Regions from separate parts of the Arabidopsis thaliana genome. Here region 1 is linked to region 2. The links are chromatin contacts, called in public ChIA-PET maps. All regions are on one chromosome and are shown on one strand. The core of a region is the stretch at or near the end of the contact, and the rest is flanking DNA. Distances in the headings are between cores, read along the strand shown.

Region 1 (6,358 bases), core at 2,192-4,691, 37 kb after region 2:
GTAAATCGGTTAGTATACCCATATGTCAATCGGTTTAATGGCCTGTGACCCTTATAACCTAGTTTCTTGTGATGCAAGGTAGCTTTCCTTTACTGTTTTACAAAAAAGGCCTATTCAAAAATTGTTATGTACTTTATATAAAAGATAATTTTAAAATCCTATCGAATTTGGTAAGAGTAACATCTTACATATGAAATCTACCATTCACAAATACTACTTTATTAGTAATATGCAAATGCATAACAATTTTTGTAATGTATAGATTTTATTTGCATATAAGAAAGTGTTTTTCTTTTCATATAAGAAAGTTTTTTAAGAACAAAAGGAACATATGTCAAAAAAAATTGTGATAAGTTTTCCACTTTTCCCTTTTCCCCTTAAGGTACCAAATCTTTGCAATCTGAAATAAATATCATTTTCTTTTGATTTCCTGTTTCTTTTTTGAAAATTTCTTGTTTAATCCTTCTTCTATTTTCTTTTTCCAAATTTGCATAACGTTTCTTATTATGGACAAAAGAGTCAATGGGCTCCGTCAGTAAACGATTGGGCCTTATTATAGCCCATAAGTACAGAATCTAGCTCGCTACGTGGCAAAGCTTCACCGCTCGAAAGAGAGGAATCTATATAAACCGTATCGATGCTAACAAGTTTCATCTTCAAAACAACCCCTTGAGATTTCCGAAGATCATCAAATCCAAAACCCTAGAAACCGAACAAAAGGTAGGTCAAAATTAGCTCCGATAAATCTCGATTTCGATTTGAATCATCGTTACTCTTAGGGTTTATTCGTTTCCCAGTTCTTGATCTTCGTCGTTTGATTCTCTCGCGGTTTTGTTTCCTTGCGTCGATCCATGTGTTTTTTCTGTTATCTTGGTTCTAGAATATTCTCGTACCTACTTCTGATGATTTACCTTTAACTGATGCGTAATTGCTTGATCTGTTTCTGAATTGTTCGTTGATTTTCTCTCTGTTTGATCGAATTCTGATCGGATTGTCTCTTGGGCTTGAGTGTTTGATTTCGAGATTTTTCTGGTTGATTTCTTCAGGAGGTGTATCTTAGGCTAATTATCAAAGCTGATTTGCATAAAGTCTTTCCTTTTAGGATAGCTATGTTCTTGCTCCATATGTTAACTGGTTTTTGCTGTGTACTGCTTTTGCATCTGTACTTGTAGCAGTATAGTAATTTTTTTGATTTGATTTTGTTCCTAGCTAGCAGAAGCTAGGACTATTCAATGGCGTCGAAAAGAATTAACAAAGAGCTTAGGGACTTGCAAAGAGATCCTCCTGTGTCCTGCAGTGCAGGTGAGTGTTTTAATCTATGATATCTACTGTGAAATTTAAAGAACCACTTTGATAGATTCAGTAGATGATGTAGCATTAACCTCAGAATCAGTTTTAGGAGAATGTTTTTTTTTTTGTCCTTAAGATACATTATGAGCTATTTAGATTTTAATGAATTGGTGATGTTATTAGGTCCTACGGGAGATGATATGTTCCAATGGCAAGCAACTATCATGGGTCCAGCAGATAGCCCGTTTGCCGGAGGTGTGTTTCTTGTTACCATTCACTTCCCACCAGATTACCCTTTCAAGCCACCAAAGGTAACAGAAGTTTTTTGTTTTTTGTTATGTTTATTTGTGTAGCTTAATGAATTTGTTCATCCACACCATTATGATTTAGAGAGAGTGTTCAATCAAGTAGGCTTTTTGTGGCAATAAACCTTCATTGTTTATGATGCAGGTTGCCTTCCGGACCAAGGTTTATCACCCAAACATCAACAGTAATGGAAGTATCTGTCTTGACATTCTGAAAGAGCAGTGGAGCCCTGCACTTACCGTATCCAAGGTGATCAAATTGTTTCACTTCCTTACTTTTTAGTATAGCATTAGTCTATTTTCCACCACACCTTCTTGTGACCATGTCTTAGTTAAATGGTCATGTCTTAGTTCGTTCTCTGATGTGATTATCTTCTTTGACCAACCTCTCTTTACATTGGTTTTATGAACAAACAACATCGCAATCCCTTGGATATAGTCAAGGCCATTATCATAAAAGATTGAGCTCTGTTATTTGTACCCTTGTCTAAATGCTGTGATATGGATTAGTCAAGTAAATTCTAGTTATCTCTTTTAATAGGAGTGTTACATTATGTTATAATGTTTAAAGGCCTTCATTATCGCTGTTGATGACATGTTATCTAGATTTAATTTGTTTAATGACTCTCATTAGCGAGACAATGATAATCTTTTATTTGCATATAAGCTGAAGAACTAAAGTTGGTGGTGCAATTTCCGCAGGTTCTTCTGTCGATATGCTCATTGCTGACGGATCCAAACCCTGACGATCCTTTGGTTCCTGAAATAGCGCACATCTACAAGACAGACCGAGTCAAGTACGAGTCCACAGCTCAATCCTGGACTCAGAAGTATGCAATGGGATGATAACAAGCAATAATACCCACCACCAGTACATTGCGTATTAAACAGGAGAAATAAGAAAGAAAGAAAAAAACTCAGTTTGGCTTTTACTTTGGCTACTTTTGCTTATTAGTTTTTTTTTTTTAATTATATCTTGAAGCTGTGTGTTGGGTGTGTACATGAGCTTTATGCCTTATTTGAAACATTGAGATCTTGCAAATGCTTTTAAGCCAATAATCCGCTATCATGATGAGTCCCTTGCTAGTAGTGTAGAAGAATATCACATAAGTTTGCAGATAATAAAACATTTGCGCATAATAGTGATTGTGAAATTAGATTGGAGTTGGACCAACACATTTTGGTGATCGTGACAAGTTTATACGGTGTTAGATTCCTATTGGCAAACTACTATAAAAGTCTTGAGAATAGAATAACAACTGAATATGACTATTGACTTGATCCATTTGTACGGTTTTCTCTTTCTTTTTTATTTGAAAATTTCAAATTGGGTTTGGAACAAGTTATATTTAACTGGTTTACGAATTTAGCTACTTATTCGGTCTTTTTCATAGCTGACAAAGATACATAATGTATATAGCTGTTAAATAAAAAAATGAATTCCGTGTGACTTCACCATTAGAACGCGTTTTTGGTTGGGTGAGGTCTGATGTGCATCAGAAACAAGTGATTATTTGGGGGGAAATAAATAAATTCGAAGAAGAAGTGTTTATAAATTTAAATCAAAATGTTGAATTCGGTTAAGTTTGGTCGACCATACGAAGCTTCAAATATTGATGACATTTAAGAAAGAAACGCATGAGGTAACAGTGTAACTCAACAGTTAATGCGAAATACACGAATACACGCGATGCAAAAACCGCAGAAGAAAACGTGCGCAAGCAATTTATTACCAAATTGATCCCAAAACGACGTCGATTCGATTCACATAAACCAAAACGACGTCGGATTGATGCAATCATATAAAAAAGAAAGGCGTGGAAGGAGTTAATAAAACTTGGAATGAGACATGTCGGCCATTTCATGGTGTTAAGAAAACAGAGCCCTCAAATACTTTTTAAAAAGAAACAGAGTGCACCAAAATCCTCTTAATTTTCTCAAAATTCAAATCTCTCTACAGATCATCTGAGAAATTTTAGATTCTGGAATCTATTTGATTGTCTCTCTCTACAGATCTCTCTGTATATAGAAAGAGGTATAACTGTCTATCGCCATCTTTATCTCCTTGGCTTTTTCTCTCTGTTACAAACTATTCTTCCTATTTTTAGATATCTTCTCTCTTTGTAATTTACCTTTCGTTAAACACTTTAAGGATTCATTAGGGTTTTTGTCGATTTCCTTCTGCATTGCTTTTCCTTCCTTTTGGAGGAATTTTTAGGTCTCGGAGTTTTGATTTCGACCTTTAAATTTTGCTTCAGAGGAGAGATTCTATCCGTTACAGTTCGTGAATTTCGCGTTTGAAGAACTTGAACTTGATTCTGAAGAATGTCAGGTAAATTTTGAGAAGAGATAAAATCGATCAGTGAAATGATTGTGAAATTAGCTTCGTTTTTGATGTATATGGAATATATTGCTACAGGTCGAGAACAAACAGGAGAGAAACTATCAGATTCTGAGTACATAGAAGAAGAGCCACGGCGTTCTAGAATTGGGAATTTGAAGAAGAAGGCTTTTAGTTGTTCAACTAAACTTACACATCCTTTGAAGATGAGAAAAGGCAAACGTAAAATCGATTTCCAGATTCCTTTGATTGAAGATGTTAGAGATGAGAAAGAGGAGAAGCTTGTTTCTAAATTGCGTCAACAACTTCTTCAGAAAGATTTGTTGCCTCCAGTACATGATGATTATCATATGTTGTTGAGGTATGAAATGAGCTACCAAAGTTCCTTCTTTTCTTATATACAACTGGAAAGTTGAAGACTTTTTTATTTGTGTCTCTGTGTAGGTTTCTGAAAACAATGGAATTCAAAATCGAGAAAACTGTCACGGCATGGGAGGAAATGCTTAAATGGAGGAAAGAATTTGGAACCGATCGCATTATACAGGTACGAGATATGGTTTCAGCTGTGGTTTCAGAGTAGTAGCATCTTGCTGTGGAACTAACAACATTTTACAAATTGATAAAATAGGATTTCAATTTCAAAGAGTTGGATGAAGTGACAAGGCACTATCCTCAAGGGTATCATGGAGTTGATAAAGATGGGAGACCTATTTATATCGAGAGACTTGGAAAAGCTCATCCTGGTAAACTTATGGAGGTTACTACTATAGAGCGATACTTGAAGTACCATGTTCAAGAATTCGAGAGGACACTTCAAGAGAAGCTACCTGCGTGTTCAGTTGCAGCTAAGAGACGAGTTACTACAACTACTACAATACTAGATGTTGAAGGCCTGGTATGGTAAACTCATGTAGATGCTTTAAAGGAACCACATGGTTTTTCTTGAATTATAATATTGCTCTTGTGGTTGTTCAGGGTATGAAGAACTTTACTCCTACCGCTGCTAATCTCCTGGCCACCATTGCTAAAGTTGATTGCAATTATTACCCTGAGGTACTTAACTCTTTGATGAATACACTTTTTGTACTAGAAGCTCTACTCCAAGTATAAAAGGGGATAATATTTGTGATGAATCCAATGAGCCAAGTGGACATGGATGTTTCGGTTGCTCTAAAAGTTTGTAATCATGGTCTCTGACTCTTGCAGACTTTGCACCGAATGTTCATTGTCAATGCAGGGATTGGATTCAGGAGTTTTCTTTGGCCTGCCGCACAGAAGCTTCTTGATCCGATGACTATTGCAAAGATACAAGTAATGACTATCGCTCTGGTTTTACTTTTAAGTATATATCCTCGTTTCTGTTATTAGCAACCACTCATTACTTGTGTTACTTAGGTTTTGGAGCCAAGGTCCTTGTCAAAGTTACTTGAAGCAATTGATTCCAGGTTAATTTTTTATAGCTCACCTCATAGAGTTTTTGTTTTGTAGATAGCCTCATTCAAGTTTTGGTTATGGCATGCTAACATTAGTATTTATTGCTTTTCTTTCCTCTCTGTACAGTCAACTTCCAGAATTCTTGGGAGGCTTATGCAAATGTCCTAACGAGGGAGGGTGCTTGAGGTCTAACAAAGGACCCTGGAATGATCCTGAAATAGTTGAGGCATGTCCCTTTTTGTTTTTGCTTATAAGAATCAATTATCTTGGTAAGTTGAACTAATATTATTGTTGTCTTGTTTTACAGCTCGTTCATCACATGGAAGTAAATAATGTACCGCAAACAACAACAGCTCCTCTTCATGTAAGAGATTATGATTCTACCACTTGCACGATCTCGCCTAAAGTGAGCTTACTCCATTAATTTAAGAGGTTTTATCTTTATCTTCCATACAATGTAGTAACTTTAATTCTTGTCAGGAAACTTTGAAAGAAGAGCCAGAACCTGAAGAATATTACTCTTCCACTGGGTCCAGATCTTCAATGCACACTTGTATAGTTCCTCCACTCTCTGATAAGGTGCTTTTTGACCCTGTTTGTTTCTCAAAACATTTTATATAGATTGGTTTTTGACTAAGCCTCTTCGTGCAGGCTAGTACATCAGACGGTGATAAATTCATTACTACCGTGGAATCTATAGAATCGGCTCAATCCCAATTACTTGACGCGGATACTGAAAACACTTTCGCAAATACATCTGTAAGAGAAGGTGTTTCTTTTCTTCATGCCTTGTTACATAGTTTCGTTAATGTTCTGTTTCACATGGATTGTAATCGCTACTGTATATTCAAAATGATCATTAACACGTTTCAGGTGGTCAGATTTTACGGTTTGGTGCTCTTAGAGAGAAAATCAACAGCGAGAACATCTTTCACTTGGTGAAAATACTACTAGTTTTTCCACTGAAGCTATTTGTTCTCTTTGGTTT
Region 2 (5,798 bases), core at 364-2,863:
AAGTTATAAACCAAAGAAAGAAGTTATAGATCAAGGGTTGACAAAACGTTGGAGCTTAGTCCAAATGATGAAATGCCTCACACGAAATATGTACATACGTCGAATTCAAAGCGTTAGCAAAACTTTTGGTCTTAAAGTTGAGGTCATTTGTACCACGGTGCGCCTGAGAATGATTTAGACACACTAGTACTGTTTATGCAAATGATTTAGTATGTACATTTCATGTAAATGTGGTAGACCCCAAGAGATATTCGTATTTTTGTGAGAAAGAAACTTTGTTACTTGCTTACCATTAATGTAACTCTTTAAAATGAAAGAATATCTGTTGTCTCTAACTTACAACAAAAGTTACATATTACGAAACATATTACATCAATATATGATTAACATCACCAGTTTTTAAGTGAAATTTACGGTAATTAGAGTACACACTATTCCATAATTAAATACCTGCAGAATAAAACCATGTTGTCGAAATGCTTTCTCTCACTTTACTATGTGTATAGATATGCACATGCATAACCATCTCTCTACATATCTATTGATACATATTTAATCTTTTGATTCTACTATGGCATGTGACTTGAGGTGTGGTGTTATATCTTTATATATAATCTTCTTGACCTAATGATGCTTGACCCATGATCTTAATTTTAGTTTACTTTATCTTTTCCATAATCTTTTTGTTTTGTCCAGTTCCTCCTTTTTAATTTTTCTAATCAGTATTCTAAATTTCCAGTCCAAGAAATTGGATCTAAAACACCTTCATCTTAATTCAATATATGTATGAGCAAGTGTATATATGTATATGGATATTAATTAGTATTAGCATACGTATGATATAAACAGATAATTACAGCGAATGAAATGGACCGACAATGCTAGCAGAGATGAGCATTAGTAAATTTAATTAATCTTTCACATAAATTCCTAGCTTTCATGTGCATTTCACACTCTTCAAGATTCCATGTTTCAACTACTAATTTAATAATTTATATATCAGAAATCCAAAGTAGATATCTCCATCTTTCTTTCAGTTATTTACTAATCTCATTTTTACCACTATATAGCCACTTCAGACTCTCCCAAAGTAAACAAAAAAAAAAACAAATAATCACAATCCAAATTATCTAAATGTTTCTTTCGAAGCATTAGAAAACCCCAATTATGTTATGCGTCGTTTATCAATAATAGGTAGTAGTAGTACTACTAGTAGTAGCATTCAACAAATATCATTATTAGTAACTAGAAGTCTAGAAGTCATTATTGATCTGAGTAAACGTTATCTTCCTTTTGTTTCTTAAAAGATAACAATCCAGAAATAACAAATAATAGGGCCAATTCTAACATGTCATTTTCTGAATTTGATAACCTAATTTTCTTAGATGATTTATGACTATGTAATAGTTAGATCTATAGGAGTTTTTTTTTTTTACCATTTATGAATAATATTATCAGCATGCCTCATCTAGAAGCATTTACCACAGATAAATCCACTTACAAGAAAAGGAATAAATATAATTTACCACTCTTTTCATCTATATTTTTATTTAATTTTCAACTTATATAATTCTGTTTTGTTCACAAACAAATAATGGTGAAAAAATAAAGTGACATTGTTTGGAAAATAATAATAAAGGGAAAAAGGTAGAGGTGCTTTTTGGGATCCAGATCTTCCTTTACTACTTCTTCTTCTCTCTCTCTCCTTTGGTTTGCTCTGTTTTTATATATTTCTATAAAATCAAAGTAAAAACCAAATCCATGGGGTTCTTCGCTTCACAATCCCAACGCACCTCTCTCTCTATCTCTCACTTCTTCTTCTTCCTCTCCCTCTTCACCAATGCCACGTAACCCTAGATTCTGCTTCTTCCTCTTCCTTCTTTTTCACTCCTCTCTTTTCTTCTCCATCCCCTGTTTTTCCATAGACGAACAGGGTCTAGCTCTCCTCTCATGGAAATCTCAGTTGAACATCTCCGGAGACGCTTTATCTTCTTGGAAAGCCTCCGAATCGAATCCTTGTCAATGGGTGGGAATCAAATGCAACGAAAGAGGTCAAGTCTCGGAGATACAACTCCAAGTCATGGATTTTCAAGGTCCGTTACCGGCGACGAATCTCCGACAGATAAAGTCTCTGACTTTGCTCAGCTTAACCTCCGTGAATCTCACTGGTTCAATCCCTAAGGAGCTTGGAGACTTGTCGGAGCTAGAAGTTCTTGATTTAGCTGATAATTCTCTCTCTGGTGAAATCCCTGTGGATATCTTCAAGCTCAAGAAACTAAAGATTCTGTCTCTCAACACAAATAATCTCGAAGGTGTGATTCCATCGGAGTTAGGGAATCTCGTTAACCTCATCGAGCTCACTCTCTTCGACAATAAACTCGCCGGAGAGATTCCTAGAACCATCGGAGAACTCAAGAATCTAGAAATCTTCCGTGCAGGTGGTAACAAGAATCTCAGAGGAGAGCTTCCTTGGGAGATTGGTAACTGCGAGAGTCTTGTGACTTTAGGTCTCGCCGAAACAAGTCTCTCCGGTAGACTTCCGGCGTCGATCGGAAACCTGAAAAAGGTTCAGACAATAGCTCTTTACACGTCACTCTTGTCTGGTCCAATCCCTGATGAGATTGGAAACTGCACAGAGCTTCAAAACCTCTACTTGTACCAAAACTCAATCTCTGGATCGATTCCTGTATCAATGGGACGTCTCAAGAAGCTTCAAAGTCTTCTCTTATGGCAAAACAATCTCGTCGGAAAGATCCCTACCGAGCTAGGCACCTGTCCGGAGCTTTTCCTCGTCGATTTATCGGAAAATCTCCTCACCGGAAACATCCCAAGAAGCTTCGGAAACCTTCCAAATCTCCAAGAGCTTCAGCTAAGTGTTAACCAGCTCTCCGGTACAATCCCTGAAGAACTCGCGAATTGCACGAAGTTGACGCATTTAGAGATCGATAACAACCAAATCTCCGGCGAGATTCCGCCGTTGATCGGGAAATTAACAAGCTTGACGATGTTCTTTGCGTGGCAGAATCAGTTAACCGGAATAATTCCAGAGTCTCTTTCTCAATGTCAAGAGCTTCAAGCGATTGATCTCTCCTACAACAATCTCTCTGGTTCGATACCTAATGGAATCTTTGAGATTCGAAACCTCACGAAGCTTCTTCTTCTCTCTAACTACTTATCTGGATTCATACCACCGGATATTGGAAACTGCACGAATCTTTACCGGTTAAGACTCAACGGTAACAGACTCGCGGGGAATATTCCGGCGGAGATTGGGAATCTGAAAAATCTCAACTTCATCGATATAAGTGAGAATCGTCTCATCGGAAACATTCCTCCGGAGATCTCCGGTTGTACAAGTCTCGAATTCGTCGATCTACATTCAAACGGTTTAACCGGTGGTTTACCCGGTACACTTCCGAAGAGCTTACAATTCATTGATTTATCCGATAATTCATTAACCGGTTCTCTACCAACCGGAATCGGATCGTTAACCGAACTCACGAAGCTCAATCTCGCGAAGAATCGTTTCTCCGGCGAAATCCCTCGAGAGATATCTTCCTGTCGGAGTCTTCAGCTTCTCAACCTCGGCGACAATGGCTTCACCGGAGAAATCCCTAACGAGTTAGGACGGATCCCGTCTCTTGCGATCTCTCTAAATCTCAGCTGCAATCACTTCACCGGAGAGATCCCGTCGAGATTCTCTAGCCTCACTAATCTCGGAACCCTCGATGTCTCTCACAACAAACTCGCCGGAAACCTAAACGTCTTAGCTGATCTACAGAACCTCGTCTCACTCAACATCTCCTTCAACGAATTCTCAGGCGAGTTACCAAATACTCTGTTTTTCAGGAAACTTCCACTCTCTGTTCTTGAATCAAACAAAGGGCTATTTATTTCGACCCGACCCGAGAATGGGATCCAAACCCGACACCGTTCGGCTGTCAAAGTAACCATGTCGATCCTCGTAGCAGCAAGCGTCGTTCTTGTTCTCATGGCGGTTTACACTCTCGTCAAAGCTCAACGAATCACCGGAAAACAAGAGGAGTTAGATTCTTGGGAAGTGACTCTTTATCAGAAACTCGATTTCTCCATCGACGACATCGTCAAGAACTTAACTTCAGCTAACGTGATCGGAACTGGAAGCTCCGGTGTAGTTTACAGAGTCACAATCCCGTCCGGTGAAACTTTAGCTGTGAAGAAAATGTGGTCAAAGGAAGAAAACAGAGCGTTTAACTCAGAGATCAACACTCTTGGATCGATTCGACATAGGAACATAATCCGTCTTTTGGGTTGGTGTTCGAATCGGAATCTGAAGCTTTTGTTCTATGATTATCTTCCTAACGGAAGTTTAAGCTCTCTGCTTCACGGTGCCGGTAAAGGAAGTGGAGGAGCTGATTGGGAAGCACGTTACGACGTCGTTTTAGGCGTTGCACATGCACTAGCTTATCTTCATCATGATTGTCTTCCTCCGATTCTACACGGTGACGTTAAAGCTATGAATGTCTTATTGGGTTCCCGCTTCGAATCTTACTTAGCCGATTTCGGTTTAGCAAAAATCGTCTCCGGTGAGGGAGTTACCGATGGAGATTCGTCTAAATTGAGTAACCGGCCTCCGTTAGCCGGTTCTTATGGTTACATGGCTCCAGGTAAAATTCAAAATTTCGATTTTAACGTTATAAACTTATCAATTTCGAAATATTAACTTTATAACGGATTTTATTTGTTTTGTTACAGAACATGCTTCGATGCAACATATAACAGAAAAGAGTGATGTGTATAGCTATGGAGTGGTGCTACTAGAAGTTTTAACCGGGAAGCATCCATTGGACCCGGATCTACCCGGAGGTGCTCATTTGGTTCAATGGGTGAGAGATCATTTAGCCGGAAAGAAAGATCCTAGAGAAATTCTTGACCCGAGACTCCGCGGGCGGGCAGATCCTATAATGCATGAGATGCTACAAACTCTAGCGGTCTCGTTCCTTTGTGTGAGCAACAAGGCATCCGATCGGCCTATGATGAAAGACATTGTGGCAATGCTTAAAGAGATTAGGCAGTTTGATATGGATAGATCGGAATCCGATATGATAAAAGGCGGAAAATGCGAAAAATGGCAGCCGCAACCGTTACCACCGGAGAAAATTGTCAGTACTCCTCGAGGTTCATCTAATTGTTCGTTTGCTTACTCGGATGAATCCGTATAAAAAATTTTACAGGAGTTCGATTAGGGTGATGACATTTATAAAATGTGTGTGTGAATATTTATTTGTTGTCGATGATTTGTTAGAATCAGGGAAAGAAAGATCTAAGCTTAGCTTATTGTTTTGGTTTGTGAGTTTTAATTTTATTTTTTCTTGCAAACGAGTTGAAGAAAGAATGTATTGTAAAATAATTTCAATAGCTTGAAGTGGTTTATTTTATTATTTTTTATTTTCAAAATAATAATATAAACATAAATAATTGGAGATATTGGTTAACTTTGCTAAACCGAAAATTCATAGATCCAAGAATTATCCATGTTCAATAGTCCATTTTGTCTGAACATTGCAGAAACTAAATTTTGAGGAAGAGAAAGATTAGTTTGAACATTGATCCACAATTCTATTATATCAAAAAATAGAACATGATGAGTTACTATTTATAAAATTTTTGAAGGTATTTGCTTTTGTAATTTTTGAAGAATTTAAGATACAAATACTGGATGAGAAAGGCCGGGAGTGTTTGGAGTTACATACAGAAGAAAGATTCGTTCTTCTTTATTAAAATTTTTATTCAATTATCAAATTATATAATCTTTGGAT

What was found. ChIA-PET counts read pairs in DNA pulled down with a chosen protein or histone mark.
Region 1: an H3K4me3 ChIA-PET map of shoot shows a contact between it and region 2, with 15 read pairs. The contact joins the promoter of AT5G56160 here to the promoter of AT5G56040 in region 2. A contact is called at or near these places in 4 of 26 Hi-C or Micro-C datasets (callus, leaf, root and 1 more), 1 of 2 datasets of contacts at active chromatin or transcription factors (shoot) and 1 of 3 other capture datasets (seedling).

Annotation. Positions count from the first base shown.
Region 1 is chr5:22,728,524-22,734,881 of TAIR10.1, forward strand. AT5G56160 (Sec14p-like phosphatidylinositol transfer family protein) reads left to right here and starts at 3,442. Exons shown (of 15, transcript NM_124998.4): 1 at 3,442-3,630; 2 at 3,854-3,927; 3 at 4,015-4,297; 4 at 4,381-4,480; 5 at 4,565-4,831; 6 at 4,912-4,989; 7 at 5,143-5,247; 8 at 5,332-5,381; 9 at 5,497-5,596; 10 at 5,678-5,776; 11 at 5,851-5,949; 12 at 6,022-6,139; 13 at 6,244-6,358. The coding sequence starts at 3,921. UBC30 (ubiquitin-conjugating enzyme 30) reads left to right here and starts at 492. Exons shown (of 5, transcript NM_180867.3): 1 at 492-720; 2 at 1,210-1,302; 3 at 1,474-1,601; 4 at 1,741-1,845; 5 at 2,298-2,792. The coding sequence starts at 1,233. The coding sequence ends at 2,441.
Region 2 is chr5:22,693,210-22,699,007 of TAIR10.1, forward strand. It overlaps AT5G56040 (Leucine-rich receptor-like protein kinase family protein), which reads left to right and starts at 1,614. Exons shown (of 2, transcript NM_001037003.2): 1 at 1,614-4,646; 2 at 4,735-5,436. The coding sequence starts at 1,841. The coding sequence ends at 5,201.